Linked DNA regions of Anser cygnoides: region 1 is linked to region 2. The links are chromatin contacts, called in public Hi-C maps. All regions are on one chromosome and are shown on one strand. Each heading gives the region's core, a stretch centred on a gene start, on an enhancer-like site or on the middle of the called end of the contact. The rest is flanking DNA. Distances are from core to core; before and after follow the strand shown.

Region 1 (6,640 bases), core at 388-2,887, 590 kb after region 2:
TCCCAGGGGAGCGGAGGGGCTGGCCTCCCACCGCGCCGGCATCGGCACGTGGAGGCCGAGGAATGCGGAGAGCAGCAGCGAAGGCCAGCTCCTGCTCAGCGCGGGGCCGGCGATGTGCAGTCCGCTGGAGCCGCCTCCGAGGGCTTTGGGGAAAACCCGAGGTCTGTGAGAAAGAGCACAGCTCCCTCCCAGCGGGCACCACCGCTTCCTCTGCGCCCAGCTCCCAGCGCTTCGGCCCCGAGCGCAGCTCCATCAGTGCGGATTCACCCCCAGCCTCCATCCCGAATCGCTGCTGCAGGAGGACCCGGAGGGGTCCCGGACACCCCCAGCCGCAGCTTTCACCCCCAGCCACACAGCCCGGTGAACGCTCCTTGAAAGATGTGATTTGGGGAGCAGAAATCCCCAGTGGGGTGAGAGTGGGGTTCACCCCCATTGGGTGCACGCTGGCACCCAGTGCATGCAGACTGGTCCCAGTCCCAGTCCCAGCACCTGACCCATCAGCACCAGGGCTCGACCCAGCCCTGGGGACGTAAAACCCCAGAGCCCCTCTCATCCCCAGCGAGTTTCCTGATGAAACCTCTTGCTTACGAGAGGTAACCGTGCTCGTGCATCCCCCCCTTCAGGGCCAGGCTGCCCAGGTGAGCACCCAGCGCCCGCTCTCGCCGTCCCCCGGTGACTTACTGAATTTCTTGAAGCCCCCTCGTTTCTGGCCCTCGGCCATGGCCATGCCGGGCGGAGGCTGCGGGGACCGGGAGGGACAAGTTTATAAACTTGAAGCCCGTCCCTGCCCGCTCCTCCCTTCCTGTCCCCCCCCCTCCGCCTCTCACTTGATCTCCCGATCACTCAGCGCTTCCTCCCTGCTGCTGTCATCTGCTCGCGTGGCAGACCGCTGTCCCCGCTGTCACCACCGAGCCCTGGTACCCGCTCACTGTGGTCCTTGATGTCCCCACATTCTGCTCGTCCCCGCCCGGCTGCTCAGGAGCCACCCCCGGGACACTGCTCTGGGGGGGCTGCCCCGAACCCCTGGGTGCCAGCCCCACGGACTGCGGTGCCAGCCCTGCGGGTGACGGCCCCCCCTTGGATGTTGGTGGTTGGACCGGGTGATCTTGGAGGTGTTTTCCAGCCTTGTGACCCTATGGTTTTATGCACGAGGCTCAGCGCCTGCCCTCATCCAGCCCCTGGACGGTGGCTTCGTGCCCAGCAGGAGCCCCCAGACCCTGCTGCTCCCTGGGCTGGGGGCGCTGGAGCGGGACGAGGGGATGCAGGCGCAGCAGGGCGCCACGGGGCCGTCTCCACCCGTGTGTCCCCGTCCCTGTCTAGCCTCGGTGCTTCCCGCTGTGTTCCCCACTTTGGGTAGCAAACGACCCCAAATAAGCCACACAGTGCGGGCAGCGGCACAAAACCCGTCCGTGTCTGCTGTGGTTCGTGCTGCACTGGGACGGGGGCTTGCGATCCCCACCGGGGCCCACCACCGAGCCCCCAGGGAGCTGAGGGACGGACGGAGGGACCACGGCGGCACCGCGGAGCCTCCCAACCCCGGCGGGGCGACGCCTTCCCGGGGGTAACCCAGGCTAAAGGCGAGGGGGTGACAAGATGGCGGCGCGGGGGGGGCGGGGCGGACTACAACTCCCAGCGGGCAGCGCGGCGCGGCGGAAGCGGCGGGGAGGGGGCGCCGGACGGGGCCGTGGCGGCCGGCGGCATGGCCAAGCAGTACGACATGGTGGAGTGCCCCTTCTGCGACGAGGTCTCCAAGTACGAGAAGCTCGCCAAGATCGGGCAGGGCACCTTCGGGTGAGCGCCCGGGCCGCGGGGCCTCGGCTGGGGCCGGCCGGGGGGGCTGCGGCCTGGCCCGGCCCTGCCCCCTGCCCCCCCCTGCCCCTGCCCCTGCCCCCCCCCTGCCCCCTGCCCCTGCCCCCTGCCCCCCCCTGCCCCCCCCTGCCCCTGCCCCCTGCCCCCTGCCCCTGCCCCCTGCCCCTGCCCCTGCCCCTTCCCCTGCCTCTACCCCTGCCCCTGCCCCTACCCCTGCCCCCTGCCCCTGCCCCCTTCCCCTGCCCCTTCCCCTGCCCCCCCTGCCCCTTCCCCTGCCCCCCCTGCCCCTTCCCCTGCCCCTTCCCCTGCCCCTGCCCCTTCCCCTGCCCCTTCCCCTGCCCCTTCCCCTGCCCCTTCCCCTGCCCCTACCCCTACCCCTGCCCCTTCCCCTACCCCTACCCCTTTCCCTTGCCCCTTCCCCTACCCCTACCCCTTTCCCTTGCCCCTTCCCCTACCCCTACCCCTTTCCCTTGCCCCTCACAGCCTTCTCCCCCTTCTCCCAGGGAGGTTTTCAAAGCCAAGCACCGCCAGACGGGCAAGAAGGTAGCCCTGAAGAAGGTGCTGATGGAGAACGAGAAGGAGGGGGTGAGTGGCTGTGTTCGCCTGGCTGTGTTTGGGGAGGACGGGGCGGGAGGGCTGGGGGAGCAGAGCTGATCTTTGTGACGGCGGAGGGTGGCCTCGCTCCCTGCGTGTGTTCTTTGATAACGTTTACAGCTGGGACGTGCCAGGTCTTGAGTAACAGCGTAAGCGGGTAGCGGGGAGGACGCTCTGCGGGTCAGGAGGGGCTGTGCAGTGCCCCCTGACAAACAAGCAGGGTGTCAGCGTTGCTTAAACGCCTCCGCCTGGTGGCAGAATCGCTCTCGCTAATGGTACTGAATGAATTCCGACAGTCCCAGTGTTATGTTTTGAAGCTCTGATGGCACGTAAATAAGTTGGCCCAGTGCTGCTCCAGCAGCCCCCCTGCTGTGTTGTTGTGGTCACAGCTTTCCCTGTCCTCCAGGCAGCCGTGGGCTGGTGTCCTGCGCTCCTAACCCGCGCCCTCTGTTTCTCCTTTCAGTTCCCTATCACGGCTCTGCGAGAGATTAAAATCCTCCAGCTGCTCAAGCACGAGAACGTGGTGAACCTCATAGAAATCTGCAGGACCAAAGGTAGCTGCCGGGGGTCTCCCTTGCGCCGGCTGCTCGCCGAGGGGCTGTCGGTTTTCCTTCAGCCCCGGTTGGTGGCTGAGCAGAGCGGTGTGCCGCGGGTGGGAACAGGCCTTCCAGCTGGGCCCCGGGGTGACAGCACACCCGTTTTTGAAAGCTGTCTCTAAACGGGTTAGAACTCAGCCGCAGCTTGGCTGGATAAAGCCCTGGTCAGGGCATGCCTGTGCTGTCGCCGTGCGTGCTTGTCTGTGTGCTGCCTGAGAAGCTTTAAATAAACCTGTGCCGGAGAGCACCCGAAGCGGGGGGTTTTCCTCCTGGCACGGATTTTCGTGGCTGCGTGGTGTCGGGGCCATGCTGGGAGCTGTGCCTCAGCTGGAGGCGCGCTCAGGCTCTCGCCGGCTGCGTGGCACTCGGGCTCGGGGCTGGGTTAAACGCGCCGCAGCCCCGCGCGGAGCCCTTCGGTCGCAGCGTGCCGAGCTGCTTGCTGTTCCACCTCGTCGCCGCAGGCTGTCCCCGGCGGAGGCAGCGTGCCTGGTGTGCTTAATGCACCTGGCCTGGCTCAATTTCCAGGGAAATGGGTTTAAAACATTTCCTGCTTTTTATATATCATCCTCGTCTGTGGATTTTACCAGAAAAGCAGTTTTGGAGGTGACAGATGATGTTAAAGCCTGCCATGCTGTAGCCAGTCGCTTCATCTAAATAAAATGCAAGTGGCAGCTATCTGCTGCTGCTGTTTCCATAAAAACACCAGGTAGAAACTTCCGACCTAGGACCGGGGACCGGAATTTACTCTGCGGTGTCTATTGATTACCGCCAGTTTTTGGAACTAGCAGGTACAAGGAAAAACACCACCACCAAGTTAATTTTTAATTCCTTGTGTGATTAAAGCAGTTGTGATGACTGCATGTGTCTGGCATGCCGAAGGTAAATATTTTTGTGGACGTGTAAAATTGTTTGGTTTTTGTTTAAATTCCAGTTTCCTTCCAAATCCAGTTTGACCTCAGTTTCACGTGAAAAATAGGAATGTGGCACTTACTGTTCCCAGACTTTCACCTTTTGCCTTTTCACGTGGTGAGGACTGTGCCCGTGTCAGGGACTCGCACAGATCCGCAGGCATCCTCCCCGCCAGCGGGGAGAGCGCGGCGTTGGCTGCGAGGGCTGAGCTCAGCCCTCGTGTTCTGGTTGCTGATCAGCGGGTTTTGCTGCGTGCAGCTGATGGAAATCAGCCTTTCGTTTCAATGTTTTGCACGTGTGCTCTAGGAACGAGATTGAAATTGATTGCTTCATTTGAGGTTTCCTGCTATTGACTTTAAATTGCAATTGAAATTGGAGTTTTAAATCATATTGATCTAGATCAGTCTGTTTTCGTAGATACCGTTTGAGGTTGCAGAAAACCTCGCTTTCTAATGTTATTTTAGAAAGATTTTCTCTGTTCCTGTGTTTTTTTTTTTCTGGGGCTGTCTTTGCCTGTAATGCTGCTGTGGTGATCCTGCTCGGCTGGCAGCTGGCAGCGTGTGCACCTACAGGCCGTGGTTTGTAGGGAGGAAACTCCACAGCTGTTAGGCGCACAAATTAAGCTTTCAAAGACTTCTTGTGTCCTTTCCTTGCCTTTCCCGTGACATTTGCCGCTCGTCCCCTGTTCTTCTGTTGCTTTTTTTTGCTGTCTTAGTGCCTCTCTCCGAAGGACGTTGAAGCCTGCGGGGTCTCCGTTTCTCTGCGTGTGTGCCCTGAGGCTTTACGTAGTGAGCCAGGATGGCTGGAGGTCAGGGGGAGCTGTGATGGGACCGGGGATCCCTCTCTGACTGTCCCCGCTTGCCTCTCCTGCAGCCTCTCCGTACAACCGCTGCAAGGGCAGTATCTACCTGGTGTTTGACTTCTGCGAGCACGACCTGGCTGGCCTTCTCAGCAACGCCCACGTCAAGTTCACGCTCTCGGAGATCAAGAAGGTCATGCAGATGCTGCTGAACGGACTGTACTACATCCACAGGAACAAGGTAACGGGCCGGATCCGTGCTGAGCTCTGAGGCCCGCCTTGCTCTCCGCGACCTGCCGAGGGGTGGGTGTCTTAGCACAGGCTGGAGGGAAAGCCTTCCTTGCCCTTCGTCTCTGGAACCGGGGTGCCGAAGGAGGATTCCTCAGTGGCTTAATCTTTCTGTCCTCATGCAGATCTTGCATCGAGACATGAAAGCCGCCAACGTCCTGATCACTCGGGACGGAGTCCTGAAGCTCGCAGACTTCGGGCTGGCTCGAGCTTTCAGCCTGGCTAAGAACAGCCAGCCGAACCGCTACACCAACCGGGTGGTCACCCTGTGGTACCGGCCGCCAGAGCTGCTCCTAGGTAGGCGGTGGGCTCTGCCGGCTCCTCCTCCCTTCTCGTCCCCTGGTGACTAACGCCGCGCCTCTCTTCAGGGGAGCGGGACTACGGGCCCCCCATCGACCTCTGGGGCGGGGGCTGCATCATGGCCGAGATGTGGACCCGCAGCCCCATCATGCAGGGCAACACGGAGCAGCACCAGCTCACCCTCATTAGCCAGCTCTGCGGATCCATCACGCCGGAGGTGAGGGCCGGAGCGAGGGCAGGCCGTGGAGGGCAGGAGCTGCGATGTGGTGGCGTGCGCTGGGGCTGGGATCGAGTGCTCCTGATCCTCTCCCTGCCCTGCGCGCGGGTCGCTGCGTGTTCCCGGCATCAGCGTGCCTGCTGCTGGCGGGGAGGTTGGGGTGGTTGGGAGCCGAGTATCCTCTGACACTGAGCTTCCTTGCTGCTTCGTGTAAACTCGAGCTGCCTTGTTCAGCCTCCTAAACACATGAGGGCGGATGTGGCCTCTTCTGAGATGGGCGAGTGGTGTCCGTGTTTCTGAGCACAGAGGGGATGCTGGTTGCTCAGTGTGAAAGAACAGAACGTAACGTGTAGGAATCTATTCTGCGTTTGGGAGTTGCCTCTCAGATAAACGCCCTCTGTGTTTCTGGTTAAAGAGGTTTGTTTTATGCTGTGGGGTTTGTCTCGGGTGCTTTGCACTGGTCGCGCTGGAAAGCCTCTCTAATTCTGGCTGGTGATCTGCGGCATCAGCTCAGCCCTGCTGTGAGCGCTTAGCCCTTTCTCAGCTCCTTGCTTAAGGGCAGCTAGTCCTGCCCTCTTGTGGAAGATTGAGCCGAAAGGGATCTTGGCCAGGGCTGTCATCAAACAGGGTGTGATAGGAAGGCGGCTGTGCACGCAGCTGCAGAGACCGACGCTGCTGTTACGTACACTGGAGGTGCTTCCTTTTGTGCCGAAGTGCTTGTTGCTGCGGTCTGTCCCAGCCTGGGGCCGAGGTAAGTACAAGTGATTGCAGCAGGCTGTGGTTTCTAGGGATAAAAGGTGCCACGTACATCCAAGTTATTATTAGCGAGGAGTTTTGTCCGTTGACCTTTCTGGAGATTGTAGTTGGCCTTAGCTGGTTCTCCAGTACATTTTTTTTTTTTGGTGGGAGGACAGAAATCCTGTGGCATCCCCAGGAGTGCTGTGCTGTGTGCCGTTCCCACACCAGGAGGATTCTGTCCTGACTTGTCCATGTGTCTGTAGGCTTTGGTGTGCTCTTTAGTGTCTCCGTGCTGTGGGAACAAGGCCTGCTGGCTTGGAGCTTATAAAATAGCACTGTTCTCTCAGCGTACCTCACGCCAGTTTGCCTGAGGGCATTAGCTTCAGTGGC
Region 2 (6,412 bases), core at 3,521-6,020:
AGGACTCGGTTAAAGATCGTCGCAGGCTGCCTTCCCACACGAGAAGGGATCTACAAACACACAGCCCCAGCCTGCTTCCCGTTCCGCCTAGATCTTCCCTGAGCAGGCCGCTCCCAGCTGTCTTGCACGGCTGTGATAAGCTCCAGCGGTAAAAAGATACCCAAGAAGCTCCTCGCTGCAACACAGAACAAGGGAGAACTCAGCACGCGACGTGGAAGCGAAGCAGGCGGCCAGCACGTGCTCTGCAGGTCGCTGCGGCATCCAGCGACCTCGCGACAGCTTTACCCAAGGCAGTGACACCAGGGAGGGTGCCTGCCACCCTTTCCGACACCCACGCCAGCCCCAAATGATCCTGCCGTGCCCCAGAAAGGTAAACGGGCAGTAAGAGTGGCCCAGCACCAGGCAGAGCCAGGCAATGGTCACCTGCAATGGGCAATCCTGGCCCACGGGCTGAATTTTCCCCCAAGCCCAGCTCTGTATCACGCTCCTTGGCCCCTGCAGCCCTGAGCACGACACTGGGGGATGCAGGCCCAGCTGGGCACGCCCTGAGCTCACACACACACCAGGCCTCGCACGGCTCAGCCATGGTGCTGAGATGGGTGCTGTTAACACAGCCTGAGCAACGAGGAAGCCCAGGGACAGGGAAAGAAGTGACTTGGACGAGGTCACACAGCTCCCTCTCTGGCAGCAGGGGAAGCGGGAACAGAAGAGCCATCGCAGCCTTTTGGCTGCAGCCAGCAGGGAGTACCACATCTACAAAACGCCCCCGGCTGAAGCCGGACTGTAAAAGCAGGGACGAAACACGTCCTTTCTGCATCTTCTTTTCTACCAGCAGTTTCCATCCACCTGTAACTCGCTCGATTTCCTACCCTACAGGCACACGCAGAGCCTCTGCATCCTGGGGGGAGCATCGCAGGCTGACATTTGCATCCCCAAACACAGCTCAACCACATTTAGACTCCCTGGCTCCCAGATACGCAGCCAATTCATTCCTTGCCTAGGAAAAATATTGTAGAGACCAAAAAAAAAAAAAAAACAAAAGCAGAAAAGAGGGAGAAACGAGTGGATCCAAACTCCTCTCCTACCTCTGACACTTTGTAGTCACAGGTCAGCTTCTTGCCTCTGACGCCTTCGTTCAGGGTGAGGATGAAGCCCATGTAGTCCGCATACGCCTGCGAGCACACCCGAGAGGGAAGGGCGTTAGGGAGCACCCACGGTCTGTCTGACCAAGCGCCGTGGCACGGGAGCACTCCTGCACACCAAGGGAGCCCTTCCCAGAACACAGCGCTGCCTTCCTGGAGACAGCCAGGGCGCGGGGCTTGCTGTGAGGTTATTGCTATTTTTGGCAGACCTCAGAGGCAGATGGTGACTGCACTGAGAGCTCTGCATCGCCGCAAAAATTACAGGGGGAAGAATTCAAAGAAAGCTCACGCCATCCCTGAAACCCTTCCCTCAGCTCCCTGCCTCTTATCAGGTCAAATTCAAACCCCATGGCTCTGCAGAGTCTCAGCTGTGCCCAGACACCCTGCTCTGCACTGCTTCTCCCAGACCTGTGCCATTAGCTCCCCGTCTTCCTTCTACTCTTCCCCGCATGCATGCGTGACGGAGAAATGGGAGACTGCTATTTTATTTAAATATGCTGCTTCTGAAGCATCAAATCCAGAGCAGTTCAGTAGCTTGAAGTCTCTGAAATGGATAGAGCAGCATGCTGCCATCTCTTCCTCCTTGGGACCCTCCTGAACAGAAATCCTGGTCAGGAGCAAGCCCTTGAGCCCAGGAGCCTCAGTAAAGGGAGCTGCATCCACAAGTTTGCTCAAGACCTGCCTATAATTTAAGCTTCTCAGATCAGTCATCAAGCAAGAACTTGTTCCTAAGCAGCAGGACCAACAGGAGGGACAAGTCTGGGCCGTAACCCCAATCCCTCAAAGGCAGAGGGCAGAGAAGCTGCCTGCCCCGCCAGCCCCACGCATATTATAAACAAAACTTACCCAGGAAATTGAAGGCCTTGGCCCCTTCCATAGAGCAAGGTGGGCAGGCGCCAGGAATCCGCCCAGCCCAATGCTATTAGAGGGCAGGCAGCAGGACCACGTCCAAGCTGAGTTCAAACAGTGCGGGGTAAACCCAGTTTTGATATAACTTACGGGCTAGGTAGGGCGAAATAGCGACCAGCTTCTAGTCTTGCACACTGGCAGGGAGCAGCAGCAATGCTTACGCACCCCCAGTCCCCCCCAGCCTTTGGGCTCTCCCTGGCTCACACCCTTCTCAGAACATTTGGCTGCCAGGCTCCACACCACCCCCCTGCCAAGTCATTTTCCTACAAACAGGCAGTGACTCTCCCTCTTTAACACGGGTCAATTAATTTCTCATTACTTGCCCGCACCCGATTTCCCCAGTGGCTGTTCCCAGGCCGGACCTGGCACTCACCAGTTCTCCCTGAACCCGGAGCCATACCTGAGAGCGCTTCCACTTGCCCATGTCAGAAACGATGTTTATCTCCTTCTTGGGGATCATGAAGTTCTGCTGGATGGGAGGAGCCATCTCCTCCGAGGTGCCTGCGAGATGCAAGAAAGAAGTAAACCAGAGGCAGCGGAGAATAACCTTCCTCTCTTAGAAATCAGCAGTAATTTCCCAGGAGACAGAAAGCAAAGAAACCCATCCCAGCCTGCGCCATTATCTCACCGTGTCCCGCTCAAACAGTATCCTTCTCAATCCCCGGAAACATTCCCCTAAGGACCCTTCGGGGCTTCAGGAGGCTGCATTACGTTTGTTTTCACTACTAAAGACGCGTTTCCAATCCAGGCAGAGAAGTTTGCAGGAGCCAGCACAGCCAACATGCAGCTAGTTTCATTATTTCTGCCCTCGGGTCACGCTGCAGCACTGAACTTCCCTGACAAACTAACCCTGCCTGGCTTTTAGGGTGCTAGGCACGAACCACGTTCCCCTAAAAGGGACAATTCCTGCAAAGACAAAGCAGGAACGATTCAAAGGACGGCAGTCCAGAGCCACAGCCGCCAGCCCAGGGGCTCGATGGGACCCAGCACCTTCCAGGTGGAAGCTACAAAGAGCATTTAAATCGTAAAGCGCTACCAGAGCCCAGTTAATATAACATTTGATGCGCGTGCTGATCACTAACGCAGCTCTTCCCCTGGGCATCCCAACCCAAACACGTTCCTGTAAGCGCAACTTTAATTAGCATGAGGCGGTGCAGCAGACCCCTGTTAGGGGAACCGGGTGCTAATGTGAATTCGTGAATTCTCTTAACAGTCGCCCGGTTCATCATTTTAATCCCAAAAAACCTGCAGGCGTTTGTTCAGCGCTGGCAGCACTTCAGTGGCTGCTCTCCACGCCCCAGCAAGCTCAGGCACCGGCTCCGCAGCGTACTGCTCCAAACTGGACCTCCCCAAAACATCGCAGGCTGCACTTACACCGAGATACTCCCCAGAAGCAGCAGAGCAGCGCTGTCGAACAGGCAGATCAGGGGAAAGGGAACCCAAAATCCCAGGAACCACAGAGAATCTGCTACAGATCTGTCACGTAACCTTAGAAACGATTCTCCGTCTAAGAACTGACGGAGTCTCATCACCTGCCTCGGGTGTTAGGTTTGTCCCCGATCATAGGTTCCAGTAAAACCCCGGATACAGGGATGAGAGGAACAGGACGTGAGGAATTCAGAAGAAAGACGTCTCCCTGCCTTCTGAAAATTCACCCAGCGATTAGCACCACGATGACGGCGCTCTTTATAACACAGCTTATGGCACGAGCGCAGCGAAAACCTCCAGAGCTGCGGTGGGAAAGGCAAACGCCGACTTGTTCGGTGCCACAAACGACGCGCAAAGACCCGAGAGGAGGCCAGGGCCTGCCCCGGGGTGCAGGGCCCCAGGACCCGGACGCTCCCAGCCCGGTCCCGGTCCCGGTCCCGCCGTGAGAGGGGCTCGGTGCTGCCCGTCCCTCACCACGGGGAAACTGAGGCACGACCAGCGGGCGGCACAGCCCAGCCCCGGCCTGCTGCGGTGGCCCCAAACCCCTCAGCACAGGGACCGCCCCCGGCCCGGTACCAGCCGCTTTGGACGCCAAAAGGGGAGTTTTAACCCAAAAAGGGGAGCTTTTCCCCCAAAAAGGGGGAGGTCCCCCCCATAAAAAAGGGAGCTCCCCCCCCAAAAAGAGCAGCTCCTCCTCCCCCAAAAGGGAATTTCTCCCCCCAAAAGGGCAGCCCCCCCAAAAAAGCGGGCTTCTCCCCCCAAAAACGGGGCAGCCCCCCGCCACCCCCCAAAGAGCCGCCCCCCCCCCAGTCCCCCGAATCCCCAGGACCCCGTCAGGGCCCCGCCGGCTCCCGGCCGCGCTCCCCCCGTCACCTGCCCGCTGCTCGCTCTCTGCCATCTTCCCGGAGCCCGGCCGCCGCCGCCGCCGCCACCTCTCCCCCCTCACCCCCAGGACGCGCTGAAGCCGCCCGCGGCCATCTTTGAGAAGGGCACGCCGCCCGGCACTGAGGGGCAGCGGCAGGCAGCCGCCGGCTTGGCCGCTCCCGGCCACCGTCGCGCCCCCGCCGCCATCTTGGTGTAGGGCACGGCTTTTGCCCACAGGGCCATGTTTGTGAAGGGCGAAGCGGGGAGCGGCTGAGCGGCGTTAGGAGGGAGGAGAGGCGCTCCTCAGCGGGCAGGGCGCCCCCTCGCTGAGCTCCGAGCAAAGCAGCCTGCGGAGGAGCCGCCTCGCCCTTCGGAAACCGCCTCCTTCCCTCAGCGGCGGGGCTGCGCCCTTATCCAAGATGGCAGCGCCGGCTTCGCCCCGCTCCAAGATGGCGGCGGGGCGGCCCCGCCCCTTGGCGGCCGAGCGGGGCGGCGGCGGCGGCGGTGGCGGCGGTGCCCGGTGTCGCCGGTGTCCTTGCGGCGGGCGCGGAGCCATGCTGGCCTTCGTGGCCAGGGCGGCGGTGAGTGGGGGCCCAGCGGGCCTGGGCAGGGCCGGGGGGGGGCGAGGGGGCGGCGGCGGGCCCGGGACGGGACGGGACCGGGCGGGGGGTGCTGGAGCGGGGCTGGGCACGGGGCGCGCAGGGGGGGCTCGGGGGGGGCTCAGCCCTGCGGGGTTGGCGTTCAGGGAACCCTAAAACCGCGAGGGAACGTCATTCTGGGTGCGTAGGGTTGGAGAAGCCCTTCAGGATCAGCTGCTCCAGCCGTCCCCTGCCGCCCGTGTCACCGCCGCGCCTGGCCCCAAGCACCGCGTCCGGCCCGGCCGTGAGCCCCCCCCCCCCCCCCTCCCCCCGGGGACGGTGACCCCCGCACCCCCCCGGGCCGCCCGTCCCAACGCCCCTGCCGAGGGGCAGGCAGGGGAAGGCAGCCCCCCGGCAGATCCCCCCGGGAGGAGGAGGCGGCGGCGGCGGACAGCGGGGGCTACGTGACGGCCTCGCCCCCCGAGCCGCTTTCTCGGGGTGCGAGAGGGCTCCGGTTTCCGATTGAAAAGAAAAGACAAACCCCGCCGCCACCTGACACCTCCGGCCGTGCTGGGAATCGGACCCGGCTCTGAAATGCCTGCTGCCCTCCAGCCCCAGCCCGCAGGTGGGTTTCCCAGCGGCTTGGCAGGCTCTGGGAAAGGGCAGCTGCCGAGCTGCAACGGGGCCGGGGAGCGGCGCCAGCCCGAGCCGGCCACGGCCGCGCACCCCGCGCGTGTTCGTTTTCCCCGTCGCTCGTGGGGAAAAGGTGGGCTCTGCGCTGTCTTTTGCTGCCGGCTGCCTCTCCTCTGTTCGGCCGCGATCGCTGCTCCTCCTCCTCCTCCCACCAAGTGCTGCGCTTTGACCTCGCACCGAGCAAGCAGAGGACGTGAAAGAGGAACGATGCAAAACCGCTCCGTGCTTTTAAACGGGGGCGTTCTCACTGTGGTTTGGGATTTTCCTGGTTAACCCTAGGGAAATATGAAACTCGTTGCTTGGGATTATCATACTTGATCTTAGCTACGTTAAAGCCTGCTCATCTGCCCCACAGTAGATCAGACAGACATAAAGATGGGGAAATAGTCCTTGTGACAGCACAGTTCTGTTGCTGCCCTGCTTTGGAGATACTTTTTTTACTCTTTTTAAGGGTTGATGGCCCAGAGCTCCCCACAGCCGTGCAATAACGATCATACGTGCATGGGGGCGAGGGCAGTAGGACACCACCTTTAGCCCCAAAGTGAACCTGCTCCTGTCTCCCACTAATTCCCCTACTGACGCAGTCACTGACCCGTTCCTGCTGGAGAGCTGTCCTCATCCAACGCCCTCTGGCCACCTTTACCTGAGTAAAGGGACTAAATTCCCCATCACCCACAGAAGTGCTTCCCGTGCTTGTCCCATGCAGTGACACCCCCTGGTGCCGCCTGCTTCCAGGACAGAACTTGGGGTCCCTCCTGCCCGCAGGTATTTTGGTTCCCCTCCCCCTGGCTGCTGCAG

What was found. A called contact is a pair of places that touch in the nucleus more often than the background predicts.
Region 1: a contact with region 2 is called in a Hi-C map of liver, with 7 times the contacts expected there. The contact joins the promoter of CDK9 here to the promoter of CRAT in region 2. A contact is called at or near these places in 2 of 7 Hi-C or Micro-C datasets (both in liver).

What each region holds. Positions count from the first base shown.
Region 1 is chr20:6,744,957-6,751,596 of Taihu_goose_T2T_genome, forward strand. It overlaps CDK9 (cyclin dependent kinase 9), which reads left to right and starts at 1,638. Exons shown (of 7, transcript XM_048055416.2): 1 at 1,638-1,791; 2 at 2,313-2,394; 3 at 2,867-2,957; 4 at 4,782-4,948; 5 at 5,121-5,292; 6 at 5,364-5,512. The coding sequence starts at 1,700. SH2D3C (SH2 domain containing 3C) reads right to left here and starts at 810. Exons shown (of 12, transcript XM_013198687.3): 1 at 682-810. The coding sequence starts at 727.
Region 2 is chr20:6,151,511-6,157,922 of Taihu_goose_T2T_genome, forward strand. CRAT (carnitine O-acetyltransferase) reads left to right here and starts at 4,771. Exons shown (of 14, transcript XM_048053057.2): 1 at 4,771-4,924. The coding sequence starts at 4,793. PTPA (protein phosphatase 2 phosphatase activator) reads right to left here and starts at 4,507. Exons shown (of 9, transcript XM_048053203.2): 1 at 4,353-4,507; 2 at 2,452-2,552; 3 at 1,086-1,172. The coding sequence starts at 4,377.